2 separate regions of the Zea mays genome follow, and region 1 is linked to region 2. The links are chromatin contacts, called in public Hi-C maps. All regions are on one chromosome and are shown on one strand. Each heading gives the region's core, a stretch centred on a gene start, on an enhancer-like site or on the middle of the called end of the contact. The rest is flanking DNA. Distances are from core to core; before and after follow the strand shown.

The links. A called contact is a pair of places that touch in the nucleus more often than the background predicts.
Region 1: a Hi-C map of ear shows a contact between it and region 2, with 4 times the contacts expected there. The contact joins the promoter of LOC100272672 here to the promoter of LOC100191504 in region 2. A contact is called at or near these places in 5 of 25 Hi-C or Micro-C datasets (ear, leaf and tassel).

What each region holds. Positions count from the first base shown.
Region 1 is chr2:168,927,795-168,933,043 of Zm-B73-REFERENCE-NAM-5.0, forward strand. LOC100272672 reads right to left here and starts at 2,775. Exons shown (of 1, transcript NM_001147129.2): 1 at 1,009-2,775. The coding sequence starts at 2,559. The coding sequence ends at 1,195.
Region 2 is chr2:168,766,720-168,772,072 of Zm-B73-REFERENCE-NAM-5.0, forward strand. It overlaps LOC100191504 (P-loop NTPase domain-containing protein LPA1 homolog 1), which reads left to right and starts at 3,137. Exons shown (of 7, transcript NM_001136936.1): 1 at 3,137-3,315; 2 at 3,424-3,683; 3 at 4,400-4,481; 4 at 4,876-5,271. The coding sequence starts at 3,190.

The DNA.
Region 1 (5,249 bases), core at 1,525-4,024, 160 kb after region 2:
AAGGTTGTTTCACGAAAACAGTTGCCATGAGTGACGCAGACCAACCCTAGGGTTGTAGATGCCCAACGCTTAGGTGCTTAATAACGTCTTCCATCAAAATATCCATGGTTTTAATTTTCAACAGAAAAAGGCATGGGTTTGCATTATTCTCGGTTTACCATTCGCACTATGGATTTTGTGATTACTCAGGCTATATTTTGATCTACTAAAATTAACATCGCTAACTAGTGTACGGTACTAGCAACTAGCAGTAGCATTCTACTTGCTGCAAGGTAATAATGATTAGCAAACCTAATAATGATTAGCTATTATTTCCATAGTGTCATCATTATTTTCTTCCTCACGGAATAAGGGCATCCTCATTTAATATGGTATCTTTTTTAGATGTGTTAAATGAAAAAAATATACGAGACGGATACTTCGTCTCTCTTCACGACTCTATATATACATTGTCTCTTAACTGCACGACTCTATATATACATTGTCTCTTAACTGCATGTATAATCCAGAGTACCAAGTTTGTAATACTATACAGTCTTTTAACTGTTTCTTATACTTAGAAAATCGAAACAGGATCTTAATCGAAACCGGATCTTAGGATCGTATATGCCCTAACTGCCCAGCTGGATGACCTTGCTAACTTTGGTTTTACGGGAATTCGGTCCATCGCGTTGGTGATGAAAGTTTGGTTGCAAACATTTGCACAAACTAAAATTTTAGCTTTCATGCTAGCATGATATGCCAACCTCTCTCGTTTAGCTTGATAAATCAATAGTAAATATCTTTGTCCAACTATTGGTAACTTTTACCTGCAAAATCTTTGGCATGACAATTTTAGTAGCCAACAAAGGAGCTAGGCTCTGTGTTTCAAGAACTAAGATTTTCCTACATCGTACCAGCTCCGTTCCCTTGCAGCTAAGCTTATGTTCCTGCGTTCCTCACTTCTTCCCTGCTTTTTTGTTCTATATTACAGTCATAATCTCATGGTCATTGCAAACGGTTCATTCATAAATCATAGTGACGCTTGATTGATTTCGGAACAATCCGGTTGTTTATTCCTTGACTTCGCACATCCGCAGCAAGAACGAGCTCACTCTCAAGACAGTAAAGTAAATCAATTAATCAAGCACAAATAATACGCTGCTTCAATCGAATCTTTTGGCGCAGCAGCTGCACCTCGGATCGGAATGCCAATCAGACGTTGGCGCCGACGGCATGCGCAAAGCACGAAGCAAATGCATCCATGGCGTCCGGCGGCAACACCACCCCGAGCTCGATGCCTCCGTCTCCCTCCGGGCTGTCTGCCAGCGCTACCGTCCCGGGCGTCTTCTCCACCGACACCATCTCCACCCTCGCCGGCCGGCCCCACCCGAAGTCCGTGGTTTCGTACACGCCGTGCCTGGGGGACCCGCCCACGGACATGGGCCGCTCGGGAAGCACCGACAGCACCCTGCCCAACCACCCCTCCGCGCCTTCCAGCACGCCCTGCTCCATCTCCTGGATCGCGCTCCCGATCGCCGACGCCGCCGCAGCCACCCCGTCCTCAGTTTCCCCAGAGAGAAGGTCCGCCGTGGCGGCTTCCACGAAGCAGGGGCGCAGGCAGTTGCCGAAGTATTCGGCCGGCAGCGGTGGCGTCAGCCTGGACCGGCACTCGGCGGAGAAGAGCATGTGGCTGCGCCGGGCGCCCGCGACGCCAACGGAACCGCACTTGAGGAGGCACACCCACGCCAAGGCCGACGCCGCCACGAAAGACGATGCCTTTGCTGCCGCGCCCTCCTTGATCCGGTCGATCTGCTCGCGCCCCAGCAGGAACGACGCCATCACCATCGGCGTCTTCTCCTCCTGCTGCGGCGGCGGCGGAGAAGGAGGAGGGGCGAGGCGCGCCATCCCGGCGAGCGTCTTCCCGCGCAGGTCGTCGGGGTCGGCGACGACGGAGCGGTCCAGCACCGGCCGTGGCGGTAGCACGGCGTCCTCGGATCCGTCGTCGTTCTCGAGTCCTAGGCGGCAGGTAGCGGCCCAGGTGCGGACGAAATGCATGGTGGAGGCATCGTCGCAGGCAGCGTGGTGGACGGAGACGCCGAGGCAGAGGCCACGGCCTCGGAAGACAGTGGCCTGCACGGCGGCGAGCGCGAACGCTCCGTCTTCCCCCGGCGGCGGCAACTGCGGAACGAGGGGGCGGATCCTGTCCAGGTCCCTGCGTGACCTGGCTACGAGGCTGTCGAAATCGTCGGGGCTGTTCGACTCGGCGACGACCATGGTGAGGGCATCGGTACCATGGGTGTAGGAGCAGAGGAAGGGCGCGTGGGGCCTGATGGTGCCGGCGAGTGGGTAGAAGCGGCGGAGCGCGAGGGAGAGCGAGGAGCGGAGGAGCGGGAGAGTGGAGGCCGGCTCCGGGTGGCGGAAGAAGAAGAGGCGCTCGACGGGGCCGGTGAAGAGCCAGGCAACGTCGAAGAAAGTGAGGGGGAGCGCAGGCTCTTGCTCAGAATCAGCCGGCGGCGGCGAGACGCGGATGCGGTCGAGCACGCGCACTAGCGGCGGCTGGGGAGACGGAGGCGCCATCTGATCTGATCTGGTGTTCTGCTCTCTCTATCCTCCACTGTCCGCTTTGCTCTCCTCCGGCGCGCTCCGCTGCGTTTCAGAACTTGAGAAGGCGAGTCAGCTGGCACAGGATACGGGAGAGGAACGCTGCAGCTGAAGCTGTTGTAGACTTTAGTGGTCTGCCCACTTGCTTGTGTTTAGGCATGTACCTAACCTAACCCACTAATACTAATGTCTCTAGTTTGTTTTTATCTCCCTCTTATATTATAAACTCTACTCTATAACCAATATAATTAATATAAAAATACTTTGCTCGTTTATATATCCGCTTTAAATAGTAGTAGTTGTTTGTTTCATGAAATGCAACGTAAATAGCAACGATAGTGATTCACACTCGTGGAAACAAGTTTAAATAGGTTGTTATTAGTTCATAGTGTGATATCTGATTATGGTTAGATCTAAATAAACATGATCTAATGTTATCAGTTACCTATCACGTTACAAATATATAAACCAAACGGCACATAAGATTAACAGTGTTCTGGATACGACAATCTTAATTATTTATTCCATTATTAGTTCAAGTGCGCAATAGCTTTTGCCATGGCTCTTCAGATAGTAAACAAGCGCACCTATGATGCAATCTGTGCCATGGCATGGAGTATATTAGATGACCAGAATTTTTTGGAGACAACTAGATATTCTTCTGAAACCAGGTTATTTTCCTCTTCAATTCTAGCATTCCTAGAATACTGCTTATTTTTGCCGATTAAATCTGTTTTAATTTGTCTTGTGAAAACTGTTGAAATATTATACATTTTCCAGATTAAATTCCGAATATAAATCATGACCAAATCATAAGAACTGAAGTATAAAGTCAAATCAGATGATGCGTACTAATCAGACATACTGATAGATGACGCGGGCCGGAATTAGCAGGGTCAACGACGTCGAAGTAGCGGGGCCGATGACGTCGAAGCAGCAGGGTTCGACGACAAGATCGTGAGCAGTCGCGTGAGGACGCTTCCCAAAAACCTTATTCGCCCTCTCCCGGTGTAGAATCTCGAAGGCGAAGGGTTACGGAGACTCGCTCTCCCGATCGCAGATGCACGTCGGCGGTCGGGATTAAGAAAACTACGATGGCGACGCAGTTGTGAGCAGAGGCGAAAATTGGGATGAATTTGATGTCGGCTGCTAGGCGCCTTATATAGGGCCGAGTCCGCAAACCGATAGCTATCCACGATCCGATCTGCACCCGAAAATCTCGCGTTCAGTTTAGATCCTTATTGCGATCGGTTAGGATTCTAAACTTGTCGGGTACCGTAATTAGGGGTACCCCCAACACTCCTAAACACGGCTGGTAACCACCATCAGCACAAGGTGCAGAGACTGATGGGCACGATTCAGGTCAAGGCTTCGTCTACTCAAGGGACGCGATTTCGCCTCGCCCGAGCCTAGCCTCGGGCGGGAACAGTAGTCCCACACGAATTCACGCCTCGCCCGAGGGCCTCCTCAAACAACGGGCACACCCTCGACTCGCCCGAAGCCCAGCTCAGGCAGGCTTCGTAGTGAAGCAACCTTGGCCAAATCGCCTCACCAACCGACCGTATCGCAGTCACATTCAATGCGAGGATCGCCTGACACCTTATCCTGACACACGTGCCTCAGTCGGCAAGGTCGAAGTGACCGCAGTCACTTCGCCCTTCCACTGACCGACCTGACAGGAAAACAGCGCCGCTCGCCCCACTCCGACTGCCGTGCCACCCGCCAGGGTGAAGCTGACAATAGTCAAGTTTAGCCTCAGGCGCAACAAGAATCTCTGCCTCGCCCGACCCCTGGGGCTCAGCCTCAACCTCGGCCTCAGAGGGTGGTCTCCGCCTCGCCCGACCCCAGGGCTCGGCCTCAACTTCGGCCTCGGAAGGAGGACTCCGCCTCGCCCGACCCTAGGGCTCGCCCTCAAACTCGGCCTCGGAAGGTGGTCTCCGCCTCGCCCGACCCCAGGGCTTGGCCTCAACCTCGGCCTCGGAAGGTGGTCTCCGCCTCGCCCAACCCCAGGGCTCAGCCTCAACCTCGACCTCGACCTTGGGAGGAATCGCGTCCTCGCCCGACCCCGGCCTCGGCCTCAGGAGGAGTCTCCGCCTCGCCCGACCTTGGGCTCGGACCGACCGCGCCACGGGGGATACATCATTACCCTACCCCTAGCTAGCTCAGGCTACGGGGGAACAAGACCGGTGTCCCATCTAGGCTCGCCCCGGTAACAAGTAATGATGGCTCCCCGCGTGCGTCCATGACGACGGTGGTTCTCAGCCCCCTACGGAAGCAAGGAGACGTCAGCAAGGTCCCAGCAGCCCCGACAGCTGTGCTTCTACAGGGCTCAAGCGCTCCTCCCATGGCCACGATACCGCGTACACAGGGCTCTAGCACCTCTCCGACAACCACGTTGGCATGTACACAGGGCTCAGGCACCTCTCTATCGGACACGTTAGCGCATAGCTACACCCCCATTGTACACCTGGACCCTCTCCTTGCATCTATAAAAGGAAGGTCCAGGGCCTTCATGCAAAAGGGTCGCGCGGGAGAACAGGCTGACGAACAGGCTCACTCTCTCTCTCTCTCGTGAACGCTTGTAACCCCTACTGCAAGCACACCCCCCGTGGCGCGGGGCAACACGAGCCGCGTTTTCCCCCCTTGTGTTCCGTCTCGCGCCAACC
Region 2 (5,353 bases), core at 1,887-4,386:
GTATTGATTCGATTGTTGATTACAAATCGGCCGTAGGCCTCTCTTTTTATAGAGGAGGGGGGCTGGACCCTTTACACGACCGGATTCCGAGCTAATTCCGCGGATATAGCTAACAAACATAGCACAAAACTCGGAACCCTAATCTATTCTGCGCGTGCGCGGACCGTCCGGCCCACAGGCGCGGACCGTCCGCACCTCATTTTGGTGCTCAACAGGTTCGAAGGTGGTGGGATCTGGCTTGAGTAGAGCCACAATGCCGGTGAGTTAGGAACACGCGAAGAGCAAACTAACGTGCACATGGAATACAATGTTGAATGGGTACACTCACCGAGGGTCCCTGGACACTGGATACGAATTAGCGACATTGGAACAGGGAGATGAGCAGGCGATAGTCCGACTGCAAGGGCAATGGTGGTTGAAGCGATAAGTGGGTGAGAGAGAACCAAGGTATATACTAGATGCAGGAGATGAAGGCGAAGCTCACACGATATAACTCGACGGTGGGAACATGCTCCAAGCTCAGGAATGCAACGGCATAGTCGATGCATGGGCTAGAGAGGAACATCAGAGTGGTGTGCAACAATGTGAACTAATGGTGCGATGGGGTGTTAAACAAGCAACATGTGTAACTAAGGGTATATTATAATTGTTACCCTCTATATTGAAGATGCGGCACTCTTGAGTTACTCTTGAGTCTGTAAGGCATGATGATATTTTTCTTAACGTTTTGAAGGCTTAACAACAAGATATCTTCGTACATGGTATTCTTGGACAAAGACACCAACATAAACTGACTTTTGGTCATGGTATATGAGGTGTGGGAACTCTCTAAGAAGCTCATGGATGAGACACATGGGTATGACTTATAAGATCCATCTAAGGCCTTGTTCGGTTATTCCCAATACACATGGATTGAATGAGATTGGAAAAAATTCTTAATAAATTTGACTTGTTTGGGATTCAAACCTATCCAATCCCACTCAATCCACATGGATTGAGAGCTAACCGAACAAGCCCTAAGGAGGTAGCCTAATGGGCGTTAAGTATGAGTCAAATTCTTGAATAAAACTACTTCACACAAACCAATTCAAGCTGAGTCCATTGAGCGGTTGTGAGCTGGTGTAGTTTCTAGGTCTAGATGGATGCTCAACTTAATAGTCTCTATAATTAAATTGGTATATCAGATTTAGTATTTTATGATATTTTGAGAGTCAATTAAATGTTGACTTTGAGATTTGGTGGAAAATTGTTAAATTTATTTGGGCGTTGACCCCATATTCCTCTAAATAATTCATACTAAAAATCTCAAAGACCCCCATGCATGATCTAATGATGAAAAGTTTAGTCACATGTTGGAAGTTAAGGGGCTATTCTAAATCCTACTCACCTATATAATAGAGAGGCCATTCTTTCCAAAAGGGACGAGGAATAACCAATCTACTCTCGTATAGAGTTTAGGCGAGAGAGTCCTCGGTGTTGCATGACCTAAGGAGTTTTCATCCCTAACACTGATGTGATGAGATGGATGAGAAATGAGTGTCTTCGAAACCTTACTCAGCTGAAGAACCTGCACGGGTTAGAGCAAATCAAGTTTTTAGGTAGCGTTCTTACGATTGCTTGCAGATCTGATCTCCAACATTCTATGGACTACTCCATAACTTCATTGTAGCAAACTTCATTATAAGTCATGATGATATACTTAGTTATATGGATATGATGTTTTTTTTGTCATAAGTGATCCATCACTATTTCATTTAGTAGTTGCTTTAGAAATTAATTTAACTTTAAAGCGTATAATTATCTAACAAAACTTTCATCAATATCACAGAACTTATGTTATGGATATGGCGGCCTGATCCCATTTAGGACGTTTTAGTGTGTGGCATGTCTTTCTCTTTTTTAAGGGCTGATTTGGTGGATAAGAATCACGAGAGGGTCCATCTGCAATAACCATCTATTACAGTTAAACCATCACAATATCAATTTTCCTTACCAGATTACCTCGTTATTGTTGTAATCACTTTTATTATGGGTCTAAAAGTTTATTTGATTTATAAGGTTAGGCTAAGCTCAATTAAATAAATCTGATAAAAAATGCTTGCTTATTTTCGCAAGAACCCCACAATAAAATATATCTCATGCTGCAGTCGGTGTAATGAGTGCATATATTTACTGCAATCTTTATTCTAAATTATAAAATATTTTAATTATTCTGGATATATTGCTCTTACCACATATCTAAACGTAGAATGTGTTTGTTTTGTAAAATGAGATAGTCTGTCATCATCTCACTCTAATTTTTATTTAGTTTATAAAATAGAATGAGTTCATATATCATCACCTATTTCTCATAAGATAATAATTAATAGTAGTGTATGAGAAATAAAGTTATTTCACTAAATTCAGTGATAGACTCATAATATGACATCATCTAGAACGGAATAATTCTCTAAACCAACCACTTCAATATTATATGTAAATGTATAATAAAATTATTAAAACACTCAAAACGTCTTAGGCTTTATTATTATTTCTACTACTATTAAGAACGAAAAGTAGTTACCTGGTGCTACCACGGCTTCACCTCGCGCTGACACACTGTGTCTGTCCCACGCGCCTTCGCCTCGGCGTCGTGCCATGTTAGCTCCACGCTTAGCATTCTCTCAACTACTGCTCGCGCAGCCATCATCAGACCACACGTACCTTAGTGTTTGGAAATAAACAATATTTATATAAAAATAGTGCAAAACGAGCATTTGAACACACATTCCCTACTCTAGAAATTTGTGGCTAACCACAAAACTATATGTAACTTAATGTTTACAAATAAATAATAATTATATTTGAATAAATATTTTAATATCTATTTATATGATATATAAAAACCGTAGTAAAATCACGGAGCTAGTTATTTATTAAGAATGAGGGGGCTAGTTATTTATTAAGAATGAGGTGAGGCGAAATTCAAATTGTGGTAGAAGATGTAAGCCGCCGTGTCGTGTCAGGCCCGGCAGGTGAAAGGGCACGGGAAAAGCCCAAACCGAGGAGCCACGACTATCCGAGCTGACCCACCGAATAAGAACCAGAACCAGAACAAGACCGGAGGAACCAGACGACGCAAGGGAAAGGAGAGCCACCGGAGCGGACCGCCACCTTCCCTTCTGCCGGCGACCTCCAGCCACGGCGCCCATGGCGTCGGCGAAGCTGCTGTACATTGTGGTGGTTGACGAGAACGCCTCCTCCTTCCGATACACGCGCTCCCTCCTCCATAGCACCCTCCAGCTCATGGGATGCAAGCCACGCCACGCCTTCGAGGTCCGTCCGTCCGCCTCTACATCTTCGATGTCGATCCCACCGGACCTCCGATGTTTCGTGTGTTTTTGTCTGATTCGGTCCTCCGCTCCCTCCTTTTCTCTTGTATAGATCAGCCGCAGGGTGTTTGATGTCATCCGGGGTGACCACCAGGGCCACGGCGACACGGCCACCTCCGCCCGGGTACAAAGGTACGAGGTCGCCGAAGCCACCCCGACCGCAAGCCCCCGCCAGTTCCAGTTCGAGCTATACAAGCGCCGGACCACCGTCCTCCTCCCAAGGGACCTCTTCCTCGACCTCGTCCTCGACGCCCTCGCCCTCTACAAGTACGTTGCCCCCAACCAGCGCGCCGATCTCATGCTCGCCTGCAGGTCCGTCCGCCACACCTTTCCTGCCCTCCTCTCTTCTGCCACTGCAATTCAAGATTTCCTCATTTTGCTGAGAAAATAATTGAAAAATTCCCTCATTTTGAGGTAATCTGTTGTTGCGTCGCTGTTCATGCTTGTCACGTCGTTCTGAAACATTCAGCAGCTCATATATAATATAACCTGATTTCTGAATGTGATGCTCAGGACAGATAATTCTGAACACGCCAAGGTAGCATGGTGATTTGATTACTTAGCATAATCAATACTAATGTTACTCCTTGAAAGGATGACTATGCAAACTATGCCTATTTGCCGATTGGACGAGATTCAAATTGTCTTATTGCAATTGTTATAGGGGCTAACATCTATAACGAATTTCCATACTTGTGTTGTCACCGATGTAAACTGCACTTAGGGGGTGTTTGGTTTCTAGGGACTAATTTTTAGTCCCTCCATTTTATTCCATTTTAGTTCATAAATTGTAAAATACGGAAACTAAAACTCTATTTTAGTTTCTGTATATGGCAATTTAGGGATTAAAATAGTATAAAATGGAGGGACTAAAAATTAGTCCCTACAAACCAAACACCCCTTTACTGTTTCAGACCCACAAGCATTAGTGCCTCCGGATTGATCACATACATTTCAAAGGGAACTTTTTAAAGGTGTTCATATTGTATCCTTGTCCCTTTCACTTATGTTCTTTCATCTTGCCTTAGGATTCGTGAACGAAAGGAATCTATCACGGTTCTTCTTTGTGGAACTAGTGGCTGTGGCAAGTCTACTCTTTCTACGTTGCTGGTAATAATTTTATTTTTTCTTACTTCCTTACTTGTATGCCCTTTTGCTCCCTCTCATCATCCATTAGGACCTGTCTTAGACCTATTCAGACAAGGAACATCGTTGTGAAAATGTAGAAGTAGACTGGAGATGCAGATGAAGTACATATTATATTATTACTAAATGGAAGTCTGTCACACCAGGATAGAACAAAGTAATGTTATTAGCGAATTAAGTTCCCCCTTGATTGTTTTTTTTTTCGTGAATCTTTCTCCATAGCTGGTATGGGAAAGACTTAGGAATAGTAAATTATGTTCATTCCAAAACTAGATTATGTCCACTGCACTTGTGGGAAAATTTTAGCTTTATTTGGTTTCCTGATTTCTTCCTTACAGAGATGTTAATGTTTTAACAGGGAAGCAGGTTAGGAATTACAACTGTAGTTTCTACAGATTCAATACGTCACATGATGCGAAGCTTTGTTGAAGAAAAAGAAAACCCTCTTCTCTGGGCATCAACTTACCATGCAGGTGAATGTCTTGATCCAGTAGCAGTTGCTGAAGCAAAAGCTAGGAGGAAAGCAAAAAAACGCTCAGGCGTATCAAGCAGCTCAACTATTGATTATGAGAAAAGTGGGTCTCTTACCGAAAAAGTTGATGGGAAATCAATCGGGAAGAAGCAAATGGCCGTTGAAGGTTTTAAAGCACAGAGCGAGATGGTGATTGATAGTTTGGATCGGTTAATTACTGCGTGGGAAGATAGGAAAGAATCAGTTGTTGTCGAGGGTGTTCACTTAAGCCTTAATTTTGTGGTATGTGCTTCCAGAAAACTATTCATTTGCATTTCTTTCCTATCATTCCAGCTATTGATTCTTTTAGGTCGTATCAGACCCA